3 separate regions of the Mus musculus genome follow, and regions 1 and 3 are each linked to region 2. Evidence: chromatin contacts called from public HiChIP or PLAC-seq and promoter capture Hi-C data. All regions are on one chromosome and are shown on one strand. Each heading gives the region's core, a stretch centred on a gene start, on an enhancer-like site or on the middle of the called end of the contact. The rest is flanking DNA. Distances are from core to core; before and after follow the strand shown. Region 1 holds the start of Tsg101 (tumor susceptibility gene 101). Region 2 holds the start of E2f8 (E2F transcription factor 8). Region 3 holds the start of Uevld (UEV and lactate/malate dehyrogenase domains).

Evidence for each region. Promoter capture Hi-C pulls out the DNA fragments that hold promoters and counts their contacts. HiChIP or PLAC-seq counts read pairs in DNA pulled down with a chosen protein or histone mark.
Region 1: a promoter capture Hi-C map of pre-B cells shows a contact between it and region 2, with 4 times the contacts expected there. The contact joins the promoter of Tsg101 here to the promoter of E2f8 in region 2. A contact is called at or near these places in 4 of 39 promoter capture datasets (the C10 cell line, cranial neural crest, pre-B cells and 1 more) and 1 of 115 datasets of contacts at active chromatin or transcription factors (large pre-B cells).
Region 3: a contact with region 2 is called in an H3K27ac HiChIP or PLAC-seq map of embryonic stem cells, with 12 times the contacts expected there. The contact joins the promoter of Uevld here to the promoter of E2f8 in region 2. A contact is called at or near these places in 3 of 39 promoter capture datasets (cranial neural crest, neutrophils and pre-B cells) and 2 of 115 datasets of contacts at active chromatin or transcription factors (embryonic stem cells and pancreatic cancer cells).

The regions. Positions count from the first base shown.
Region 1 is chr7:46,916,728-46,921,622 of GRCm38.p6, reverse strand. Tsg101 (tumor susceptibility gene 101) reads left to right here and starts at 1,654. Exons shown (of 10, transcript NM_021884.4): 1 at 1,654-1,802. The coding sequence starts at 1,761.
Region 2 is chr7:48,879,388-48,883,760 of GRCm38.p6, reverse strand. It overlaps E2f8 (E2F transcription factor 8), which reads left to right and starts at 2,720. Exons shown (of 13, transcript NM_001013368.5): 1 at 2,720-3,100; 2 at 3,360-3,483. The coding sequence starts at 3,469. It overlaps Gm2788 (predicted gene 2788), which reads right to left and starts at 2,461. Exons shown (of 2, transcript NR_155436.1): 1 at 2,244-2,461. It overlaps LOC115486422 (a long non-coding RNA gene), which reads right to left. Exons shown (of 3, transcript XR_882082.2): 3 at 3,137-3,240.
Region 3 is chr7:46,955,716-46,960,369 of GRCm38.p6, reverse strand. It overlaps Uevld (UEV and lactate/malate dehyrogenase domains), which reads left to right and starts at 1,852. Exons shown (of 12, transcript NM_001040695.1): 1 at 1,852-1,979. The coding sequence starts at 1,938. It overlaps Gm39012 (a long non-coding RNA gene), which reads right to left and starts at 2,487. Exons shown (of 2, transcript XR_882075.3): 1 at 2,107-2,487.

The sequences.
Region 1 (4,895 bases), core at 405-2,904, 2.0 Mb after region 2:
AGAGTATGCTGACACCTGCCACGCACTTTCCCTTAGGCCGTCCGTGACCTTGGATTTAGAAAGGAATTGATTATATACTAAGATCACCCAGATGTATTCTCTTTCACTGCTGTCTATACTAGGCTTTATACTTTAGATGATTGTATTTATAAAATGTATTAAGAGGGCTGGTGAGATGGCTCAGCGGGGAAAAGCTCCGACTGCTCTTCCGAAGGTCCTGAGTTCAAATCCCAGCAACCACATGGTGGCTCACAACCATCTGTAATGAGATCTGACGCCCTCTTCTGGAGTGTCTGAAGACAGCTACAGTGTACTTAGACATAATAATAAATAAATCTTTTTTAAAAAATAAAAAGTAATAAGAATTGATGGTTAATATGTCGCTTTTTATTTTAAAGATTATTTTACCAGCATGAGTGTTTTGCCTGCACTGGATGTGTGTGTACCATCTGCATTCCTGGTGCCCATGGAGGCTATCAGGAGTCCCTGTAACTGAGAACCTAACCCTAACCCTCTGCAAGGGCAACAAGTACTCTTTACTGCTGAGCTATCCCTTCAGCCCCTCTAACAAGCATTTATTGGAAATAGAAACTCAATTGAGATTGAGTATCACCTCTTGTATTCTACAAGGCAATTAAGATCTGAAAATTGGGCTGGTGATGAGGCCAGCCTGTCTCCATTTTTAGGCTTGAAAGCCATCAGCATCGTTCCTGTTTATGATTAAATCTGTTTCTCAAGGGTTTGGGCTATGCCCCACCTGTAACCTTATCTTCAAATGTTTCTATACGGCACCCAATGCCTTTGTTTCAAAAGGTTATTATGACCACCTGTCCTTATAACCACCTGTCATGGTCACTTTGTCATGAGTACCTTGTTAAGACCCCCTTGCAACCACGTCTTTGTTTCACAAGATGTGTTATGGCCATTTTGTTCTGTTCCTGTAACCCGCCTATGTACCTGCCAAATCACCCATTTGGAAACTCCCTACCCCTGAGCTATAAGACCAATTTTCTAGCCTATGTCCAAAGCTGACTTCCTGTACACAAATTAAAAGGTTTTAATTAATTGCTTGCTTTAATTAATTTGGCTATGATGATTTGGGTCCATGATCTTGCTCCTTGCCTTTTTGGGATTAACACTGGAGAGGCTTCAAACTCAGAAGTTTGAAGGGGTAAATTCTTTATAATCTGAAAAGAAGCCTGCCCTCAAGCAAGGCAGACTGCGGCCTGTCTAATCTTTATGTGGGCACACTGGAATTGTTAGGGGAAAGTATCCAGAGGAGAAAATTACCGCATAGCTTCCTAACGGGGGAAAAAAAATCTCCTTTGCCCTTGCGAACTTGACATGAAGGGCTTTCGAGCGTTTAAACTGCAGTAACAAAAACGGATGTGATAATCAGAGGTGCCTCGGGCGCAGTCACCTAAAAGTGTCTAGAGTGTCCACGAGCTAGTTCTGTGAGCGACGCGAGCCCAGGACCTTCCGAGCCGCAGCGGGTGGCAAGGCTCGCGAGAGGGCCGGGACTTCGGGACCGCGAAAGGCTTGCAAACAACCGCACCACGGGCACCCGTGGACCGGACCTGATCTCTCGCCCGACTTCGCACCGCAGACCAGCGGCCCCGGAAGTGACGCGCGGGAAGCGGAAGCACAACGTGCCGGCTTCCTGCTTCGCAGGGGCGGGGCGGCGGCGGCGGCGATTGTCTGGCGGCCTGGGGCGGCCCCGTGGCGCCTACCCTCTGCCTGTGGGGACGGAGGAGCGCGCCATGGCGGTGTCCGAGAGTCAGCTGAAGAAGATGATGTCCAAGGTGAGCCCGCGCCCTACGGGGCGGCCCCGCGGGCTGGGCTAGGCCGCCTTCCCTCTGCGGAGCGGCCCTTCCCGCCTTCGCCTCCATAAACAAAAGCGGGGTCGTGCCTGGCGCGGCCGCTGCTGTCTGCCCGGCGCTGCTGACGGTCCCCGCCGGCCGGAGCCCGGCCCTGCTCAGAACCAGTCCCCGCGCGCCTCTCCCCGGCCCAACCCGGCACATCCCACCGGAGCTCGGGAACTCTTGGTGCAATTGGTTCGCTGAAGTAGAGCAGCCAGAAAATCGAGCTTGGCAGCCCTTCCCCGCTCCAGAGAACTCTGCAGTTGCATTCCATTGTTTGCATTAACTGTGATTAACGCAGTTGTTTGCTTGTTTACTTTGAGTTGAACTTAAAAATTCTTACTGCTTGACTGGTTGTGGGTTTTTTTTTTTTCCTCTCACTTTTTAAAAGGCCTTTTGGATATTTTGCACATTAGCTACTTAGTACTTAATACTGCGCATCGGACTCCAGAATGCCTTGCTTTTTGTAATTTACCAAATTTAATTGGAATGAAATTTATGTAACGTAGTTGAGCCCTAACTCCTTTAGTCATTGAAGTTGACTTTGATGCTCTTATCAGAGCAATAATAGAGATCGTGGGGTTAAGAAGTTTCTAGTTTACAAGGAAACACGAATACGCTGGGCGTGGTGGCACAGGCCTTTAATTCCAGCGCTCTGTAGGCAGTTGACGACAGATCAGGACAGATTGTGAGTTCCAGACCAGCCAGGGATACACAGTGAGACCGCATTTCAAAACATAAAATTTTTCTTTTCTTTTTTTCTTCTTTTTTTATTCTTTGTAAAACTAGATCTTTTTTAGTAAAGTCATTTCCCTGAGTCCTTGAAGACCAAACCTCTTGTCTCTTGGTTGTCTAACCATTTAATCTTTTAGGCTTCCTTTTTTTTTTTTTTTTTTTCCCTGTAGTTATCTGTAATGACACAGGGGTCTGGGGGAATGTACGAGGTCCCGGTAAAGGTCGATATAGTACTGTTTTACCTTCAAATCATTTGTTTTTCAAAGCCTCAATTAAGCTTTTAGAAGATGTAGCCCATTAACTTCATCTGATTGGGGATCTCTGTCCTTATCAAGACATTCTGGCTCACCCAGAGAGAGAGACAGACAGTTTTGGTGTTTTAACCTCGCTTCAGATCATTTTTCTCCTTTGAACATCATCTTATCTCCCATCCTAAGCAGACTTTTTTAGCACCATTTTTGGTTGTGATTTTTACCAATTAAGTATATTTCTACAGTTAGTCTATCGTTCTTTATGCAAATAACTCTCTACTTTGTTCATACCAGTAACCTGTTTTTTACATACAATGTTTTACAATAGAAGATGAGTCACTACTAACTGGGGAGGAGAAAGTGGTCATAATAAAAGTTGTTATTGAGTTTGAACTGGTGCCATACATGTTTATGGGTTGGGAGGCAAAGGGAGGTATATCTCTTGAGTTTGAGGCCAGCTTGGTCTTCATAGTGAGACCCTGTCTCCAAAACACAAGCTGCTATTGTTCCATAAATTGTAGGGATCTGACAGTGGGATCAACCAGACTAAAACCTGTACTTCTGAGCTTGATTACGTGGAAGCCACTATCAAAGTCATGGCAATAGCATTGGGAAGTTGACAACAGCTTTGGAAAGTAAAGCGAGAAGAGATGGTGGTGGCAGTGACAGTGCTGAGGCTGTGGCTTTCTTTTGCATGGTAAGGGGAGGGCTTTGTGAGAAGTCTATTTGACCAGAAACCTGAGCATAGAAGGAAATGAGCTCTGGAACAGTCTGGGGTAAGGACAGTTCTAGGAAGAAGGAAAAACAAGCGCAGAGGCTTGAAGCAGAAGTTCACCAGCAAAAGGCTGGTAGCGAGACTGACTGAGCTACAGGAAGTAGTGCTGTTTGACATTGAGCTTTAGTGATGTGAGAGATTTTGAAGGGCCTTGTAGGCCAGTGTAAGGATTTTGGAATTTGATTGGATTGTGCTAAGAAACAATTAAGTTTTTGTTTTTTCAGTTATGTGTATGGAGCCAGATATAGTGGCACACATCTTTAATAACGGATCTCTGTGAGTTTTCAGGCCGGCCAGGTCTGCATATTGAGGTCCAGGCTGGCCAAGGCTACACAGTGAGATTCTGTCACCAAAAACACACCTCCATAAAAACAAAGAGAAATGTAGGGATATGTGCACATGAGTCCCATACACACACAGGCCAGGGCACTAGATCCCTCTGTATGGGTGTGTGCACATAAGTCAGGTACACACAGAGGCCAGGGCACTAGATCCTTCTGGATCTAGAGTTATAGCTATTTGTGAACTATCTAACAAGCAAGAGCAGTATGTGCCCTTGACCACCAAGCCATCTCTTTAGCTCTCCCCTGCACCCCCCCTTTTTTTTTTCTTTGAGAGTCCCCCTACCTAGACCAGGCTGACTTCTAAGAGAGAGCCACCTTACTCTGCCTCTGGTGAGACTAAAGGCATGATCCATAGCACCCAGCCGAGTTGAAACAGGGGTACCCTAGATGCTCTACTAAGACTAAGGTTTAAGAGTGGAAGTAGAGACAACGCTGCTGCAGCTCACTTAGACCATAGTTACAGCTATGGAGGTAGAAGTCAGACTCTGGAGGTAGATGTGTACAAACATTCTTTTTTTTTTAAGTGTATGTATGTATGTATGTATGTATGTATGTATGTATGTGCATAGACACGTGGGTGCCCACAGAAGCCAGAGGAGCGTTGGAGCTCCTGGAGCTGGAGTTATAGGCAGTTCAGAGTCTGCCACTGTGAGTCTTGGGAACTGAATTTGCAAGAGTAACAAGTGCCCTCAGCCACTAAGCCTTCTCTTCAGCCCAAGATTCTGGATGTATTTTGAAGGTAATGCTGAGCAAGACTTGTTGTGAATAGAGCAGGAGATGCTCAGGACAACCTGAAGGCTTGGTACCTGAACAGCAACTATGTATTGTGCTTTTTCCTAGATAAAATTCTCCCTGTGAGAAGATTTAACTTACCAGTTACATTCAGTAAGAGGTTAATAATAATGTAACAAGATAGAAAAATTATAAAAGA
Region 2 (4,373 bases), core at 1,471-3,970:
CAACACAGAAGAGTGACAGTGGGGTGGAAAAACTGGCCCAGCTCAGTGAGATATGAGCTATTGTGCAACTCATATGACCAGACACAAAGGCATGGAAATCTTCTTGGGTTATATAATCAATAACAAAAAAATAAGATTTGAAGGGAAAGTAAGAAAAGTGACTTCAAGCTTGTCCTCCAACCCCTCGTTTGCACAGTAAGCTGGAAGGTATTCTGCGGTCATCTTTCCTTTAAAATCACACCAAACTTCAAATTGACGCACTATACTTGCGTATGATGCTGGAGATGACCCCTGGGGCCTTGAGCCTGTTAAGTAATCCCTCTGCCCTGAGCTAAATCCCAAGATCCTTGCTTCCTTTTCAAGGTCTCATGACTGACAGCGTCAAGACTTTAAACCTCTCTTCGAAGCACCATTTTTTCATTCTGCTCCACGACTTTGATGACAACTGACAGGGAAGCCACCACTAAACAAAAATGATGTATCTCACCCTTTCTCCCATGTTGAGGGAGGGCTGGAAATGACTGTGACCTGGACTACAAGTCACCGACTTTGCTGTCCTGAGAATTTTCTGAGGCAAGGCACTAGGATATAAGAAGTGGTAAGGGGTGGGGGCTTGGGGGTAGGGTAGAGGTCCTGAATTCTGGCTCTGGATATAAGCTGGGCATCATTCAATCCTTCGGAGCGCTAAGCACTGACAGGTGAAAGATTTGACAAGTAGCCTGACAGACAGTGGCTTAGACAGAAGCCCACACACTACTTCTTGGTGATATATTTAAACTTAGTCCCTGCTCAGTAAAGATGTATCTGTTCTGTAAGCATCCTGTCCTGCCTCATGACGGATTTTTATTTTACATCCGATGCTACAGCCAGCCAGCCCCTATGTATAGCACGTGAATATTCAGGTCCAGTCCTGGTCTTGAGGAACACTTGGGTGACCCTGAGCACCGGAGCTTCTGATAGCTACTAGAACTGAACAGAGAGACACAAAGATGTGGCAGCATCTTGGAAGCCACCCTCAGGAAGAAGACCCTGGCTCATCACCTAGACCTCTGCCCAGTGTGCATTCCCTTTGCACCTGGATCCCGGGGCGGTGTTATGGCATCCACGCCCTAACCACCGCCAGGAAAACACAGTATCTCCCTTGAAGTCAGTGATGGTTAGCTTACTGATGGCCAAGCTCAGTGATGGGACTTGGACTGCGTGGCCCCGAGTCCTTCTGGAGGCTGAAGATACAAAGTTAAAAGCAGGAAGAGCCCAAACCACAATCTTAGATGTAAGCGGGTTGGGCAACATGCGGTCCGGGCGATCCCAGAGTGATCAGAAAAGGGGAAATGTTACAAGGCAAAGGCGGGTGCAAAAGAACTCGAGCACGGAAAGGCATAGTTGGGGTGCCGAGCTTCTTTTTCCACTTCTGCAAAATGAGGGTTTTGGACGAGATGGTCTCCTAACTCTAAAATTCCCTTGACCTGTTCGATATACCAGGCCGATGTCAGAAGCTCATAAAAGGAAAAGGAAGAAAAGCGGGAAAGAGCAAAGAGGGGATCGGCAGACGCAGGACACTGGGGACAGGCTTGGCGGGTTTTCTGAGTTTCTCTCCCTCCTCCCACACCTGCGTGTTCAGAGATCGGCCAACGCCCCGCATCCTTGGGCTTCAGACAACGAAGCTCTTTCCTCCTCACACGTTTCTTTCTGGAAACCGTGGAGCAGAAGCTGCTAAGCAGTCATGCAAAGGGTCGCAGAGGGAACGGTGTCGCTAGGGTCCAGAGGGCAGGTGAGCAGACCCGGTTGACGTGGCACCAAGCTGGGGATGGCGGGGAGCCCTCGAGTCCTAGCCAGCCAGCTCTGGACCAGCCAAATTTCATCCCCCAACTTCGATCTCGGATAAATGGTGTTTGCAAAAAGAAAAAAAAAAAAAAAGAAAGAAAGAAAGAAAGAAAAGGAAAAAAGAAAAAGGAAAAGTTTTTGAGGACTTTTCCCCAAGTCTGGCTGTAGGCGGGGTCGGAGGGTGGTGCCTACAGTCTGATTCGCCGCGGCGGCAGTGCAGAGGCGCGGATTGGCGCGCGGGGCCCCGGGCCGGGAGAGCGGGCGTGGGGGAGGGGAGGCTCCGCGCCCGCGGGAGCGGCTCGCGCCGGGAGCGGGTTAATTTCAAATCGGGGGCTGGACTGCTCCTGGACGGCCACGCTCCCGCGGCCCGCCCGCCGGCCCCCCCCAGCCCCGGCCCCGGTGGCGCCCCCGGCACCCACCTCTGCGCGGCGGGGCTAAGCGAGTCTCCCTGAGACGCGCTGGCTCCCTGAGACGCGCAGCCAGGATTCGGGGCCACCCCGGACCGTCAGCTCTGAAGGAGGATTGACAGGTGAGCGGGGAGCAGACTGCTGCGGCGGGGTTGTGGGATCCCGGGAAGGCCAGGGTGAAGGCGGCCGTTTCCCGCCTCCCGCCCCGCCGGGGCCCGTGGGGAGGAGCCGAGCTCCCGCGCAGAGGGCGGGGGAGGGGCTCGCCCGCGCTCCAGCCCCGCGCACTCGGGGGCGGTGCCAGCTACGGTCCCGCTTTCCGCGCCAAATTTTTAAATCGAAGGCGGAAGGTCCGGCCCCGCCTTGGGGACCTCTAGCCAATCGCAGGCCTTCACCGGGCTTACTGATTGGCTCGGAGCCGTCGCCCTGGAAACCGTGAGATGCTGTCTGGCTGCCCCCGGGGGCGGTGCAGTTGGCGGGGAGGAGGAGCCAGTGCTTGCGCCGGGCGGGACGCGGGCTACTGCTGGGGACTGTACCTGGGACCGGGAGCGCAGCGTACGGTGCGCTTTGGCATCGCGGTGATTTCGGCACCTAGGGAATCCTTCCCTCGCCCCAGTACTTCGTGTATTGAAAGAAGCCTGAAAAAGGGGGTCAAGATCCCAAAGCCCTTTGTAAATGCCCGGTCGTGCGCTTAGAGCGCAGAGGCTGAATTGGAGGGTTGTTCTCAGGCCACTTCACAAGTCCTTCCTTCTGAGCCTGTGCACGTGTGTGTCAGGCGAGAAACTTCAGCATCTCCCCCGATGCAGGCTCGGTGCGTGCTCCATCGGAACCCGGGCTCGTGCGCTCCGTCCGCAGCCCGGATCAGTGCACAGGTGGGTGCTTGCTACAGCCATCTCGAACCTGAGAGAGGACTGTCACTGTAGATTCTGTGTTTGCTTGAAGTCTCGTGACAGAAGGGTTTGATGGAGGAATTTACTGCTGTCTGTTGGCGCGGTCTGCCTAGAGGCAATGTCTGTCCTCAAGGCAAAAATAAACCTGGTTTGTCATTTTTTGTTTGTTTCCGGGGGCTCTTGTGTACGTGAATCATTTTCATCAGCTCTTAATTCTTGCTTTACTTTTTTTCCTTTTAAGGATAGTAAAAAACTTTAATCGATTGGACTACTTAAACCACTGGAACTTGGGGAGGAACTTCAGATTTTTCGTTTTTAAAGACACACTAAATGTATGAGGAATTGACAAAATGGAGAACCAAAAGGTATTTTTAAAGTCCAGTCTATACTGTTGCAATGTCAAATGAAGTATCATCCTGAGTTTTTCGTTAATAAGTTTTCTTAAATTTTTCGTTTGATAGTCACGAATGCTGTATCCTTTTGGTTAACTTTTACAGAAATCCAGAAGGAAATTTTAATTTTTGAAGAGGAATAGGGTTGTCCAGGGTTAAAGTAACCTTTTTGTTTCAAAAGTTTAATATAAATTTAATATATATGGAAAAAGCTTTGGGGTTTTTTCTGTGCTTAAAAAATTATGTATATGTTATTTACATGAACCATTGGAATTCACAAAGGTCATAATTTGATACTGGATTTCTTTGTAAGATAACATTTTAAAATGTCAGCCCTTTAACCTACTGGGCCTCCAAATGCTGTTCCTGACAGATCTCCTGGAAGCATTTAGATGTTAGCTCAATGCTGTCCTTGGCAGTGTTCACTGAAACCCCACCCTTGGATCAGCACCTCCTGAGGGCACCATACTGAACTGAAAATTCAGGTGCCAGCCCCATGTGACCTCCCTCTGCCTCGCATCATCGTCTGCTAAGTAGCAGATTCAGCAGAAATACACACTGAGCCCTTAGTTTCATGGTTGTAATAGAGGATTGTTAACCCGGGCTCCCAAAGTTACTGAGGAAACAGTGTATCTCTGTTCTCTGAGTTGTTGCCTTCCAAATCCCTTTCTTTAAGAATGGTGTACTGCCTGGTGTCTAAAAGTGAAGGGGGCCCAGTCTCTACTATCTATATGAATTGCTCTTAACTTACCAGTGTAGGTAAGTGCTAACTTACCATAGCAGAAACTAGCTCTGAGGCCTTAAATGGCTAACCTTACTTCCCTTGGTCCCATTTTCTGCATCTGTGCCTCAAGCGTTGATGT
Region 3 (4,654 bases), core at 603-3,102, 1.9 Mb after region 2:
ACAAATAAGTTCTTCAAAATTCTCTTGTTTATTTACTCATCTTTATTTTATGTGTGTGAGCTGCCTGTATGTGCACCATAAGAGTGCCTAGTGTTGGGGACTGGAGAGATGGCTCAGCCGTTAAGAGCACTGACTGCTCTTCCAGAGGTCCTGAGTTCAATTCCCAGCAACTACATGGTGGCTCACAACCATCAGTAATGGGATCTGATGCCTTCTTCTGGTGTGTCTGAAGATAGCAACAGTGTACTCACATACAATAAATAAATAAATCTTTAAAAAAAAAAAAAAGAGTGCCTGGTGTCAGAAAAGGGTAGGAGAGGGAGGGCACAAGGGCATCAGATCCCCTAAAATTAGAGTTATACATAGCCTTGAGCTGCTATGTGGGAATTGAACCTTGTTCCTGTTCAAGAACAGCAACTGCCCTTAACAGCTAAACCATCTGTCTACCTGCCTGCATTTAACATTTTGCAATTAAATGTGTGTCTATGTGTGTTCATGTGTGTGCACATGCATGTGTATGTGTGTGTGTGTGTATGTGTGTGTGTGTGTGTGTGTGCGCGCGCGCGCGCGTGCACATGAGTGCAGGTGCCCTGGAAGCCCAGAGATGCCCTATACCCCTGGAGCCAGGGTTACAGTTGGCATAACTACTGAGCCATCTCTCTAGCCCCAGGAGTCTGCACTTCTAACAAGTTATTGTGAGTGTTCTATGCCAGAGACAAAGATGGATTTTGCTAGCTATAAAGCTGGAGGAACCTCAACTCAGGGGGTCTCACCTCAGCTGCAGCAGGGATCTTGACTGCTACTGCACAAAGACTTTGAGGAGATATTAGAATGAAAAAGATAGTTCATTAAGCAGAAATACAAGGCACACTTAAAATATTATGTGGCTTAAGGAGAATGAGCTATAAGATTGCTTTTTCAATGTGGTGGTATACTTATTTCTTCATAGAATTCTTCTAAGGTAAGTAATATTATAAGGTGATTTATGAAGACCATATAGACATGGATCAAAAGAATAAAAGCCATTTTGCTATGTGTAGGTCAAGACTGATGTGTTTTGATTCTAAGCATAGCTTACTAGCCATTTTAATAATCTTGTTAGTGACACTTGTCAGGAAAAAGAGTCTTATTTCTGTGCAGTTGGTTTTTGGTTAGTCGTGACAATATTATTTTTGAAATTTGTTTTTACTTTATGTGTACGGGTGTTTTGCCTGCAAGTACAGTGCAGAAGTAGCTCACCACGAACACGCAGCGCCCAGAAGAGGGTGTGAGAAGCTATTCAACTGGAGTTATAGGTGGTTCTCACTCTGTGTAGCCCTGGCTGTCCTGGAACTCACTTTGTAGACCAGGTTGGCAGAGACCAGCCTGACCCTGTCTCCTGAATGCTGGGATTTAAAATCGTGCGTCACCATCACCCGGCAAAACCTTGATTTTGAACATTAAAATTCGGCTACACTTTTTGACTTTGATAATTCTCCCCCACCCCCCAATTTTGTGCTGAATTCTAGTCTCCCAGGAAACTCGCATGTCGCTTGCATCTGTTCGTTCTTTGGTTCTTCCTAGCTAAATTCCCACCCCCACCCCACCCACCCCCAGCAAGCGGGCGGTATTTTTCCACCTCGCAGGGCGCTCCAGTCCCCGGAGCCCTGGGCGGCTGTCAGTCTCTAGTTTAGGGTAAAGGTAGATGCAGAACCCGCGGGAGTCCTCGGACTGGAAAGGGCGGGGTGGGACGGGGCGGGGCTCTGAGATCTGGTCTCCGGGTCTAGTCGATACCTGACTGACGGGGCGCGGCGTCTGGATGCATCCTACCCGAGCTCCGCCTACTGCAGAAGGCGGGGACCGTCCTCTGCGGAAGTTTGGGCCCGTGCGGCCTCCGTTCCCAGCGTGTTTTGAAACAAGCCCAGTGACTGCGGCCGAAGAACGCGCCCCTGCTGACCATGGAGTTCGACTGTGAGGGCGTGAGACGGCTGCTAGGCAAGGTGCAGGCAGGTCGGGGGGCGGACGGGACCTAGCATTCTCGTCACTGCGCGTCGCCCCAGCCCATTCCCCCCACCCCATGTCCTTTTTTCCAAGATTGTTTTGTCGTTTTGACACACCCATACATACTCTTTCCCAGGCTGGCCTGGAAGTCGCGGCAATCCTCCTGCTTCAGCCTCCCGGTGCTGGGGTCACAGGCAGGCGGTGCCTCGCCCCCCTTGAATGAGTCACTCCCTGCTAGTGTCTCTACCTGCTTTGAGAAATCCGGGTTATCACCTTGTGGAAGCCATTCTCCGCCGTGCTTCCTCCTGGAGCGTTTGTGACTGTACACTGTACTCTTGTCTCTGTAGTCCTCTCATCTAGCACTGTGGTCACATTGTAGGTACTCACAACGAGAACCCCGCAGACGCGAGTGCAGGCCTGGACAGGGCTTTACTGTGGAAAGGTGGATGGAGGTTTCTTCCACCCTCAAGTCTCTACCCACCCCACCCCCAGGCTGTATGCTCAGCATTCCTGACTCCCGCCCTCGAGCATACTAGGGCTGTCTAGTTCAGAGGTTACCTTGTTTAGTGATCCTGGCCGTTCAGATTGCCCTGGAAGAGCCCTGAAACATGATTCTGTGCTGATATTCTTGGACGTAGGGGGTGTCTCTTTGTCGGGACAGTTTTTACACTTGTAAGAGTTTTAAGAGCTCCTAAAGTTGAAATCGTGTATGTAGTTGATTCTGATGGTTTAGCTTACAGTTACAGGTGTAGGTTGATTGAGTTGGTTGTAAGACTTCTCATTTGCAAAAAGAAAAAAGAGAAAAAGAAGCCTGGTGTGGTGGCACACGGCTTTAATCCAGGCACTCAGGAGGCAGAAACAGGTAGCTCTCTGTGAGTTGAGGCCAGCCTGCTCTACATAGTAAAGTTCTGGACAGCCAGGGCTACATAATGAGACAAAATACAAAAAAAAAATCTAGACCAGGCTGGCCTCAAACTCACCAAGATTCTCCTGCCTCTGCCTAGCAAGGGCTTGGGATCAAAGGCATTCATCAGTACAGCTGCCCTGTGAAGCTGAGACTGTGTTCCAGTCCACAGCAGTGCAGATAGGTACGGGGGAGTTCTGAGTTCCCCACGTCCTCGCCAGCACTTACTGTTGTCTCATTTTGATTATGGTTTGTATCTTGATTATGCTGCGATTTCGCCAAACTTTTTTGTTCATTTCCAAGGTTATTGTGGCTGTTCTAAGTCTCACGAGTGTCCATATCAATTGGTGTTTAATGGTGAGGTATGTGTGTGCTGCAGACCAAAACCAGGCCTTCTGGATATCCTAAGCAACTGCTTTATCGTTTAGATACATCTCCAGCCCAGTTTTCAGACTTTTGTAACAGCTGAAGTTTCACTAAGGGATTACGCCAAACCTTTCGGGAAATGTGATGATCATGACGATCTTAGATCCACAAACACAGGATACTTTCCCACTTAAAACAGTTTTCCAAGCCAGGTCTTCAATCCCAGCACTTGGGAGGCGGAGGCAGGCAAATCTCTGTGAGTTCGAGGCCAGTCTGGTCTACGAAGTGAATTCTAGGACAGCCAGGGCTACACAGAGGAACCTGTCTTGAAAAACCGAAAAAACAAAACAAACAACAACAACAAAAAAAAAACCTTTCCATTTTATTTCTTCCAACAGTGGTAGGTTTTCAATATCCCTTCTGTACCTTTCTGAACTGATTTCCAAGTAGTTTTATTCGATTTCCATGATGTTGATAAACTGCCTCCTCTCAATTAATCCTCATGGTGAGCCTCGGGAGTGGGTAGGATTTTTCTTTGTAGGTAAGAAAATAAGTTGAGAGAAGTTACATGATGGCGCCCACAAGGCCACAAAGAAAGACAGGGAGAGGCAGTTCACCAGCTTGTAGCAAACTCTTGCTTGTATTTCTTTCCCCTGTAAAATCTAAGATACCAGCTGGAGGCGGACAAGGGAAAGTCAAGTTGTCTCTAGTGAAGGAGGCATTCAGACAAAAGGGCTGACAGGTTGGTGAGACAGCTGCCATCAAGCAGGACACCCTTGAGCTTGGTCCCTGGAAGCCTGGGGTTGGAAGGAAGAGCTGATTCCTGCGAGTGTCCTCTGCCCTCCACATCAGCACCCACACTTACATACCTGCATTAAATTAGTAAATTAAAATGTAGTTAAAGACAGGTGGATCTTGAATGCTCATGAGTGGTTCATCATGTACTGTCCCACAGGCTCTCGGGGTGTTTGGAGGCATTTAGACTTAACTGATCAAGGCCCAGAGCTTGGGGTTAAGCTTGGTGTTTAATACCTTGCTTTGGTATCCAACTTAGCAAATTGCATGGATTCTCTAGATTTCTTTTTTTTTTTTTTTTTTTTCTTTTTCTATCAAGTGGAGCACCTGTAAACTCTCCGTGCTCCTCAGAACTATGGTTTCAATGATGAAACCAGAAATCCTTGATGATGGATGCCTGTGTTCCTGGCATCTAGGGGGCGGAGACGGGAAGGGAAGATGGATGGCCAGCTTGAGGTCCGCCTGAACTGTAAAGTGAGACCCTGCCTCGCATTCATAATGAGTCAAACTCTGGTGACACCTGTGGTGGTAAAGCGCTTGGTCCTTGTCCCACAGCAGGTATTTAGTCTTGTCCGTCCGTAGCTCTGTCTTCATTCCGTGCTGCTCATT